Regions from separate parts of the Ovis aries genome. Here region 1 is linked to region 2. The links are chromatin contacts, called in public Hi-C maps. All regions are on one chromosome and are shown on one strand. Each heading gives the region's core, a stretch centred on a gene start, on an enhancer-like site or on the middle of the called end of the contact. The rest is flanking DNA. Distances are from core to core; before and after follow the strand shown. Region 1 has its middle 120 kb from the start of EGLN3. Region 2 holds the start of EGLN3 (egl-9 family hypoxia inducible factor 3).

Region 1 (4,838 bases), core at 259-2,758, 120 kb before region 2:
TATCCATACCTTAAAAATACGCAAAACTACAGGATAGGTAACTGCATTGTTCTTTGAAACAATTAGAATCTGGAATAAGCTAAATTCCTAATGACCATTATTTCAAATCCTAATTCCTCTTCCTCCATCTAGAGATACTTTTAAGTTTGTGTGTATTCTCACAGCATTAAAAACACACATATATAAAATATAAAGAATTTTTTGCATGTATGTTTTCTCTCTATAAATGGCATAGTCTGTATCATTTTGCAACTTACTGTTCTTCATTGAGTATATTTTGAATACATTCATTTTGATACACATAGGTGTAATTTATTCCTTTTCATGGCTTTAATAGTACTCTATTTTATGAATAGGCCACATTTTATTTATGAATAAATGCACTTGAATTTTCAGTGTTTTATTATGAATGATTTTAAAATAGACATACTTGTCCTCAGGAATACCACGCTGCACAGCTCTGGAAAGTTCCATTTACATCTCTGTGTATGTGACTTCCCAGAGCTGTACAGAACACAGCCTGCCTTGCTGAACTTGGCTGTGCCAGGGTCTCCTTTATTCATTCTGTTGACAATATTTATTGAGTGCCAAGTGAATATAGGGCATTGTTCAAGGACTTTGCTTGTATTCATGTATTTATTTCTCTGAAAAGTCCTAAAATGTAGTGTTTTTACCATTCTTATTTTTCAAACGAGGAAAATGAGGGGAGTTGGGGACAGTCAGCGGGTTAGTTAAGGTCACATGTAAGCTGCAAAACTGGCATGGTGACTTGAACAGCTTGAATCCTGAGCCTCGGTGCTGAACACTGCATTAAAGTCTCCCTTATGTTTAACTCTCTGCTTCGTGGGTGTCCCTCTCTCAACTGTGAACCCTTGACCGCAGAGGCCATGAGAGCTACTTACAAAATAAGTATCGCCAGTGCCCAGATGTGCGGACCTTCATTGCTGCTGCTGCTGCTAAGTCGCTTCAGTCGTGTCCGACTCTGTGCGACCCCATACATGGCAGCCCACCAGGCTCTCCCGTCCCTGGGATTCTCCAGGCAAGAACACTGGAGTGGGTTGCCTTTTCCTTCTCCAATGCATGAAAGTGAAAAGTGAAAGGGAAGTCGCTCAGTAGTGTCCAACCCTCAGCGACCCCATGGACTGCAGCCTACCAGGCTCCTCCGTCCATGGGATTTTGAGCGGACCTTCGTTAGGGGCACAGTAATGTTCCGTGAATCACTTTACTCATTGTTCAGCGCTCCTTTCCTAATTAACTTTTCCTCTTCCTTTCCTCATCTCTCTCTCTCTTCACAAGCATCCTTCTCCTGTCTCCTTGCCCATAACAAGCCTACCCCCTCGCACACGCTTTGAAAAGTGACACATCTCAGATGCACGAAGAGGAAAGCTTTTTAAACTCGCCCCAATGCGGGAAAGGTTGTTGTATCAAAGGGCAAAGGAGGACTTGAAATTTTTGCTGAGCCTCAGGAGACCCATTCCTGCAACTGTGTAGGTCCACAGCGGAACAGGAGGCTCTGCTCTGCTCATACGTTCAGGGGACACTACTTCTAATTCCGTCCTTCAGCCGGCAGGCACGTAGGCAACTTCCTCTTATAAAGTCGGTTGTAGCAACTAAACAGGTGCAGATCTGAGGAAATGCAGGCCAACTCGAGTGAAGTCCCGGCTGCGTGTGAGATTAAATTGATAAGGGACTTCCCTCCCTTAATTTATTGGCTTCAGTCTCCCCAGTCTGCCCTGGACTCGACCCCTGCAGCTGGAGCCAAGCCCCCTTCTCCATCTACCTCGCGACCTCTCGGAGTGGGTGGGAGGGGGGAGTCACCATGTCGGGCCAAACTGCGGCTCCAAGTGGGAAGGCACACAGGGACGAGGGCAAGGTCGAGTTCCCACGGAGGATCCGGTAGGGGAAAGGCGAGCTCACCCCACGTGGCTTTCAAGCGCAGGCGCCCCTCCCGCCGGGCCACAAGGGGAGCCCTCAGCCAGGAGCGCCGCGGCGGTACGTGCAGGCGGCCGGCGCTGTCGAGGGCACCCACCCGGGTTTGGGCTGCGGTCGAACGCGCTGACTCACGCTCTCGCTACGTGAGCTGCGAGCCGGCCGGGGCCCGGCAGGGCGCCAAGCTGGGGCCGCCGCCCGCCCGCGTGGTTATTTATTTATTCGGGGGCAGCTGCGCGCGCAGGCGCCGTGCGCCCTGACAGTCCCGGCCGCCGCCTGCCTGCGGAGGACTTCATCCCCCGCTGGCCCGCTTGCTGCGGAGTTTGAGCATCTTTATGACTTGATGGCTGCTCCGGGGCTGTGATCTTTGATCCCCGGCGATAGCACCCGGGGATTTCTGCTAGGAAGGGGCAACCAGGGTCACGTTAGTCTGCCCTGGCTCAGGGACGCTTTGGGCTAGCCGTTCCTTGCTCCTGGGGGACTCCACGGGGCCCAGGCCTCTGGGTTTGCATTTTACTTAAGGAAAGAGCCATCTCTTAGTCCACGTGCTCTCTTGCACGTTTTCATCTCAGTTGATCCCTAAACAACCCTGTGACATGGAAATGATAGGAAGGGCAAGCACATGTCAATCCTGTTGACAGATGAGGAAATCAGAGCTTGTGTTTAGGTATTTTATCTGTTGACAGGAGAACGATTTACTGTAAGTTTTATATATAGAAGTACTTAGCTTTGGATAATAAGTGTTTGTGTTGGCGCAGCCTGTTTTTGCGACATCTTCTATTCTGTGTTCAATGGAAAGACGAATGAAAGTAGGAAAAGGAGGGGTGGGGGAGGATGGAGAGTTTGTATTAGTAGGTGTGAAATCTCACTATCTACAGCTCTGGTGTCTTTTGATAGATTTAAGTAGAAACAGCTGAGCTTACAGTAAAACCAGTGTTTGTGGAGTAACTGGCCAGTTCTCAACTCCACCAAGTGAGTCCTTGGAGGTCTGCCACGGATGTGGCAGGGCCTGGAGCCCCTAGGCCTGCATCTGGGTCATGACGCCCTGGTTACACCATTGAGAGACTCGGCACAGGGCCGCTGACACCTCTGAGTTTATTTTCATGTCTTTGCGTTGCTGTGAGGCTCAAGATGAGAATGTATGTGGAGGGGTCTCCTTAACTACCATGGTCCACAGAAATGAGACATGGGTATTTTTCCTTGGTCATACAATACCAGAGTTGGAGAGTGAGAGACACTGTCTACCTCCCAAAGTGTGTATCGGTCTTGTTTGCTCCTCTTGGGGTAAACCATGGAGAGCATACAGTAGGAGCAAAATTGAGATTCATTCTCATGGAAATTCTGTCTTTAGATACCAAGTCCTAGGTTACACTACAAACACACAGCTAAGCCATTTGTGAAGAACTTTTCAGTTTTGCCTGTTTTTTCGGTGGTGGTGGTGGTGGTGGGGGTTTGTTATGATTTCTTTTCATTTTTTTTTTTTGAAAGGGGCCAGGGGGCTTGCCAAACTCTAGAGTATAAAATTAACACATGCTTTCATAAAAGCAAATGAAAATATAAAGAGAAAAATCTTTTTATAATCCAACATTCATATACCAGTAATGTTAGCATTTCAGGTATATTTTTGTCTAGGTATTTAAAAATTTATTTAATATGATTGAGACCACAGTCTATGTTATATTGTTTGCCTTGTTTAAAGTTGTAGCATGTTTTCCCATGTTATTAAGCCTTTTGTAGTCAATTTTATGATTTTATGAATTTTTTTTCAACAGTTTCCCTATTGTTGGAAGTTTAGGTTGTTTCCATTTTTTCTTCTTTTTTTTTTTTTTGCCAAGCAATACTTCAGTGAATATCTTTGTGTATAAATATTTGACCACTTTATTTATTATCTCCTTAGCATGGGCTTCCTGAAGTGGAATTTTTAGGTCAAGTAACATAAACATTTTCGTGACAAGATCACATTGCTAGGTAGCAGTTTCCATGAATGTAGGGACTTTATTTGTCTTCCTTAGCACTGCATTGTCAGCATCCAGCATGGAATTGGTTCTTAATACTCACTGTCAAATCAGTGAATGAAAAATTGTCACTTGCAGCAGAACTTGCCTAGGAAATATCAAAGCTAAAGATTGTCTTTCATCCCAACTGGTTCTAATGTGCTCAGACTAATAAAGGACTGTGAACTTTAAGGGACTCTCCCTACCCCCAACCCCCAGAGCTGACGAAAGACTTTTCTCACTGGTGAATAATGGGACTTGTTAAAACCAAGTGCCTACCCAGAACACTAGTTTTCAGTGCTTAGTTAAAATAACCACCAGGCATTCCTCCCTAGCACTTCAAAAACAAAAAGAGAAACAAACCTCCCCATATTCCCCCTTCCCAGCTTTTTCCTCCTCAGGAAACTAAGTACTCTGCTAACACCAAAACTGGTATGTGTTCGCTTGACTCAACTGTGATTGAAAGCAAGCAGACAGACAGATGAACTGCTGGTGATCTTAGTCTTTATTCTTTGACAGATGAGTACTGCCAAACTGAAATACATAAAGTGTTTAGCAATCTACATTCTACCACCAGTTCCTAAGCATGCTTCATTGCTCCTTTGCTAACGTTACATATTATCATTTTCATAACCTTTGTTATTTAATGGAGTACAATGTGAGATTTGTTTTGCCTATTAAATGAGCTAGACTGAACTTTTTAATACAGATGTTGTGATTATCTACGTTGTTACTTATTTATCTTTTGAGAGCTTAGTGGTTTAAAAACTCAATTTATAAAAAAATAAAAACTCAATTTGTGTGAATCTTTTATACACCTAAGGATATTACAGGGTAAATTCTTCATAATATTTTTAAAGTGAAGCAATGCCAGGAGGATCCTGATGCAACACATTACTTTTCTCCCTTTATTTT
Region 2 (5,012 bases), core at 2,214-4,713:
GGTGCAAATATATACTGGAAGACCACATTGTTGAAATTAAATTACAGGGAAATTAATTTGTTTTAGTTATTAATAGGAAAAGTATTTTAATATTTGTGATGATAATGGCACAAATTAATGGACAAATAAGTAAAACAAATGCACTTTAGCCATTATCTTGGTGTTTGCCACTCTGATGCTCAGACTCCTCTGAGCCCGCGCACGGCTCCAGCCTGTCTGCACCCCTCGTAATCACACACTGTGCTTTTTGCCAGTCACAGTATCTCAGGCTCCTCTGCCAAATGCAGTGCCGGCAGCCCCAAGTTGATTAGGAGGCCTTTGATTGATTGATAGGTGCCCTTGCCAAGTAGGAATGGGGGCAAGGGATTGAATACCTTTCTAAACTGCCTATGCTTTGCAACCAAAGTGATCTAGAACAACTTAAAGATTTTAGTCACTAGAACTTGCTCATGGGCTGTTTTGGTTACAGCTGGACTAGTTACAAATTCATTCTAAAATTACAGATATACAATTTGAATAGTGAGCTGAACTTAACCAGTGCCGGGATTTAAAGCCCCAGGTTAACAAGTTGATTCTGGGAGGTACGGATGTATTTTTCTGTATTTCACTGACCACCATGTCCTCTACTTTCTCCTGCAGATTTCTGGTCCTCTGTAAATTCCCAAATTATTCCTAGAAGTGTCAGGTATATCTTCAAAGAAATTTCAGGTAGCAAATTTTCAGCCAGCTACCCAATCTGTTATTCCCCTCCCCATCCCCCACACCATGCTTCAAATTCAAATATACCTACTTCTGAGGCTACAACAATCCCCAAAGCTGCAAAAAACCTCCAGCCACTGCTTACCAGGGCCCATGTTCAGGCAGCCTCAGACTACTCTTCTCTTGATCACTTGTTATCCATAATGCCCCTGAAGGAGCTCACTGGAGGGCCCCAGGTATCCTGGTTAGGCAGGGCTTAAGCACACTGGAGGAAAGGGCCTTCCTCTCTTGGTATTGCATCTTCATGTTAGTCCCTGCTGCAAATGAGCAGTCCCAGGTTTCTCTTTAGGTCTCCTGCTCCCAGAACTGACCGTCCTCAATGGCTGGATAGAGAGGCGAAGCCAGGAGACGAGTATCCTGCAGAATGCCTAACTGCCCCTTCCTTCACTGGCCCCTGGGGTTTTGCTCTGGGCCAGGCTGCTCTGCCTGATACTCTCCTAGTGATTTCTCTCTGGGGAGGCATCTCTGTTTATCATGCAAATAGGGCCAGTTTCCAACCAGCCCAGACTTGCCCAAAGCCCACGTGGAGGTTGCCATGGCTCAGGGTGAGACACCAGTTTCCCAATACCTACTTGTTAGGCCCCTACTATGTGCTAGGTGCTGGAGGTCCAAGAATGATGGGCTCTTGTCATCCAGGAGCTGCTGTGGGAATTTAGACAGCAGCTCCTTGAGGCTGGCCAATCAAGCTATTACCTCAGTTGGTGCACCTCCTGCTGGAAGGTCATACCAACAGTGCCAGCTTAGTGCTGCCCTGGCAAAGATCCTCTTCCCTATATAAGTAGGAGTTTCACTGGGGTTCTCACTGACCGCTCCTCTTGAGCATTCTTCAGTTCTTACCTGACCACGTATTTCTGTCTATTCCTTTCCATCAGTAGCAGCAGCATCCCTTTCCCAATCTGCTCTTTGTTCCTGACCCACACTTCGCTCCATTTCTCCTCTCAGAAGAAGAAAAGAGAGGGCTGTGGGCAGGAGAATAAAAGTGTAAAATCTATATGAGATTGTATATAAAATAAACAATACCTGTAATACCTGTACAATCTTTTTTTCTTTTCACAAATGTTCATTGTACTTTTATTTTTATGAGTGAACTGTTTTTTCTTTTTCAGTTTAAATAAACTGAATAAAAGATAAAAATGCAGTTAACATTTGTGGAAAGGAAAAAAAGAGAGAGAGAAGAAGAATGTACAGGTTTTACAGGTATGGTAGGACTTCCCTGGTGGCTCAGTGGTAAGGGAGGGTGGGGTGTTGCTCGATTTCTAGATTGGGAAGATACCCTGGAGAAGGAAATGGCAATTCACTCCAGTGTTCTTGCCTGGGAAATCCCATGGACAGAGGAGCCTGGCGGGCTACAGTCCACGGGGTTGCAGAGTTGGATGTGACTTAGTAACTAAACAACAACAAATTTATTGTAACTTGCAACTTAATGTGAGAACTGTACATTCTTTTGTTCAATTTCAATGAAGAACCCAAGTGCAAAGTGATGTAAAATTTAAAATATAGAAATGGCTTTGCATGCAATTTATGAATCTTTTTCTCTTGAGTCTGTTCTCTGATGTTCAGTAGGAAAGAGAATTTTAAAAATCCATTAATTAATCAGCTTGCTGCTGCTGCTGCTTCTGCTAAGTCGCTTCACCCCATAGATGGCCTCCCACCAGGCTTCTCTGTCCCTGGGATTCTCCAGGCAAGAACACTGGAGTGGGTTGCCATTTCCTTCTCCAATGCATGAAAGTGAAAAGTGAAAGTGAAGTCGCTCAGTCGAGTCTGACTCTTAGCGATCTCATGGACTGCAGCCTGCCAGGCTCCTCTGTCCATGGGATTTTCCAGGCAAGAGTACTGGAGTGGGGTGCCATTGCCTTCTCTGAAGTAATCAGCTTACCTTTGGATAACTAAAAAGTCTTAAAGGACATACCTATGTTGGCTGTTACATGAATGAGCATGTGGTGAATTTTGAAGGCAGACTTTCAGAACATCATATTTTAGTAAGAAGCTTGAAAGATACATTGATCAAAACATTCAGCAAAGCAAAATACAATATTTTCAGTATAAAATATGACCCAGTATTTCTTCATTGTTCACACCCTCCCTTCATTGAGCACCGGGGCCTTGAACATAGTAGCAGTCTGGGAGATGCTTGTTAATTTTAATTAAAATTGGATTCCTCCCAGTCTCTCAAAGTCTTGAACCTCCCAGCCTGGGTCAAACAGCTGAGGAAAGGAGAATAAAGTACCAAGAAGCTAGAACGAGATCATTGCTAAAATATTTGTTTCTGGGTTTATTATTTTATTCAAAAGTCTAGGAAGTGACCGGTCTAGAATGTGGCAGCAAACTGCTGTTAATCCCATTTACATGTTCAGAGTTGGGATCCAGGTTTTCAAGTTTGTTATGGGATTTTAAGCAAAACTGGGCAAATCGATAGCATTCTTAAACTGCCGTCTGTTCTCCAGCTCCCCTCCTGGTCACAAACAAGCGAGGCTGGCGCCGGGCTTGCCTGGCTCCTAGAGCGAGGGGTAAACCCGGCCGGGAGATGGACTGGGGAGAAGGGCTGTCCCGGGGGCGGTCCCGGGGCGGAGCCTGGGCGGGGCCCGTGACGCTTGGAGTCGGCCGGCTCAGGGGCTGGACCTCAGCTTCTCCCCGCCTGGGGCCGCCGCCGCCGCACCAGCGGTGGCTCTACATTTCTAAAAGGGGCCCTCCGACGCTTCACTGGGCCAGTCTGGTGCTGAGTCGCGGAGCTCCGCACAACTTCCGCTGGTCTCTAAACGGGATCCCTCCTCCCCAGAGTTGCGGGCAACTTTCCCCTCTCCCTGGCGCCGCGGTGGCTTGGGGACCGTGGCCGCCGCAGGTAGCTGAACTCCGGGCCACGCTCCCCGCGTCTCGGCTGAGCGCACACGCAGGTCGCTCTCTGCACGCTGGGGGTCCCCAAGCTCGGCTTTGCGGGCGGGATGCCCTTAGGACATATCATGAGGCTGGATCTAGAGAAAATCGCCCTGGAGTACATCGTGCCCTGTCTGCACGAGGTCGGCTTCTGCTACCTGGATAACTTCCTGGGCGAGGTGGTGGGCGACTGCGTCCTGGAGCGCGTGAAGCAGCTGCACTGCAACGGGGCCCTGCGGGACGGCCAGCTGGCCGGGCCCCGCGCCGGCGTCTCCAAGCGGCACCTGCGGGGTGATCAGATCACGTGGATCGGGGGCAACGAGGAAGGCTGTGAGGCCATCAGTTACCTCCTGTCCCTCATCGATAGGCTGGTCTTGTACTGCGGGAGCCGGCTGGGCAAATACTACGTCAAGGAAAGGTCCAAGGTAGGACGCGCGCGGGCGCCCAGCCGCTGCTGCAAGCCCGAGGAGACCGGGGACGTTCGGAGTCCGTTGTGTGTCGCCTTGGCAGGGCTGCAATCGAACTTAGTTTTTAAACAAGCAAGAAGTCCGCCTGCCCCCAACCCCCGCCCCTCACGTTTCCATGGGTTATTAGAAACCTTATGTATGATTTGAGACACACTCGAACTCATGATCTTAAATGCCTGCTTTAAAGTCACTTAATAGTGCCCTTCAGACCTTCATTGTATTCAGAGGGGATTACAACAAAAGCACGTTTAGAGAATTCTAGAGACAGTGTGATTTCACAGTGTGGCATTTGGTTTGTGGAGTCTGGCAGGTGTGAGGAGAATTTGATCTGTGAAAGAGAAAGGCTCATCCTCACTTTTGAGTGCTGCCCTTGGCTTGTTGGCATTGTTTGATCATCCAGTTGATGTGAAAATTCTCTCCTGGTGCTGAGCCCCAGCCACCACTTACCCTTCCTGTCAGTTACTGGGGAAATCCACTCAACCAACCAGTTGAGTGATCAGGAGAGGGTAGTGAAGTACCTCTGGAAAGAAACCATGTTTTTGTTCACATCCCAGCAGTCACTCCTTAGGTGGTAATTTTTCTTGGACACGTTAACAGGTAGATTGGCAGAACTATGGGAACGTGGAGTACCGTAATGTTGGTGCATGTACATTATGCTGGGATAGTCCAGCTACTCAAGTGTTTTCTACAAATGATAATCCAGCCAGTTTTCCAGGGTAGCTCTGAGAGTGATTTATACTCCTTTTATTGTAGACCCCGTCAAGGGGCACTTAGAGCTGTAGAGAAGTTTTACTTTAACACAGTGAGGCACAACATACTACTGTGAGAAGGAAGGTGAGCATTCACCTATGTACCACTCTGTGACACTGCGTGTAGTATTCTTCAATTTAAGATTGCTCCTGCGATATTAATAAA

Evidence for each region. Hi-C and Micro-C count contacts between places; a contact is called where the count stands out from the background.
Region 1: a Hi-C map of hypothalamus shows a contact between it and region 2, with 4 times the contacts expected there. The contact joins the enhancer-like site here to the promoter of EGLN3 in region 2. A contact is called at or near these places in 7 of 16 Hi-C or Micro-C datasets (blood, hypothalamus, liver and 2 more).

What each region holds. Positions count from the first base shown.
Region 1 is chr18:42,289,226-42,294,063 of ARS-UI_Ramb_v3.0, reverse strand. It overlaps a transcript of LOC105603181 not described here. Among named protein-coding and RNA genes, the nearest start is that of EGLN3, 120 kb to the right of the region's middle. Within about 2 kb of position 1,508, at least 44 of the 54 cell types and tissues checked have an H3K27ac peak or open chromatin away from gene starts, as enhancers often do. A contact at or near this core is called in hypothalamus, liver and muscle, where this site is marked.
Region 2 is chr18:42,173,726-42,178,737 of ARS-UI_Ramb_v3.0, reverse strand. It overlaps EGLN3 (egl-9 family hypoxia inducible factor 3), which reads left to right and starts at 3,463. Exons shown (of 4, transcript XM_060401799.1): 1 at 3,463-4,055. The coding sequence starts at 3,699. It overlaps LOC132658123 (a long non-coding RNA gene), which reads right to left and starts at 1,272. Exons shown (of 2, transcript XR_009597245.1): 1 at 845-1,272.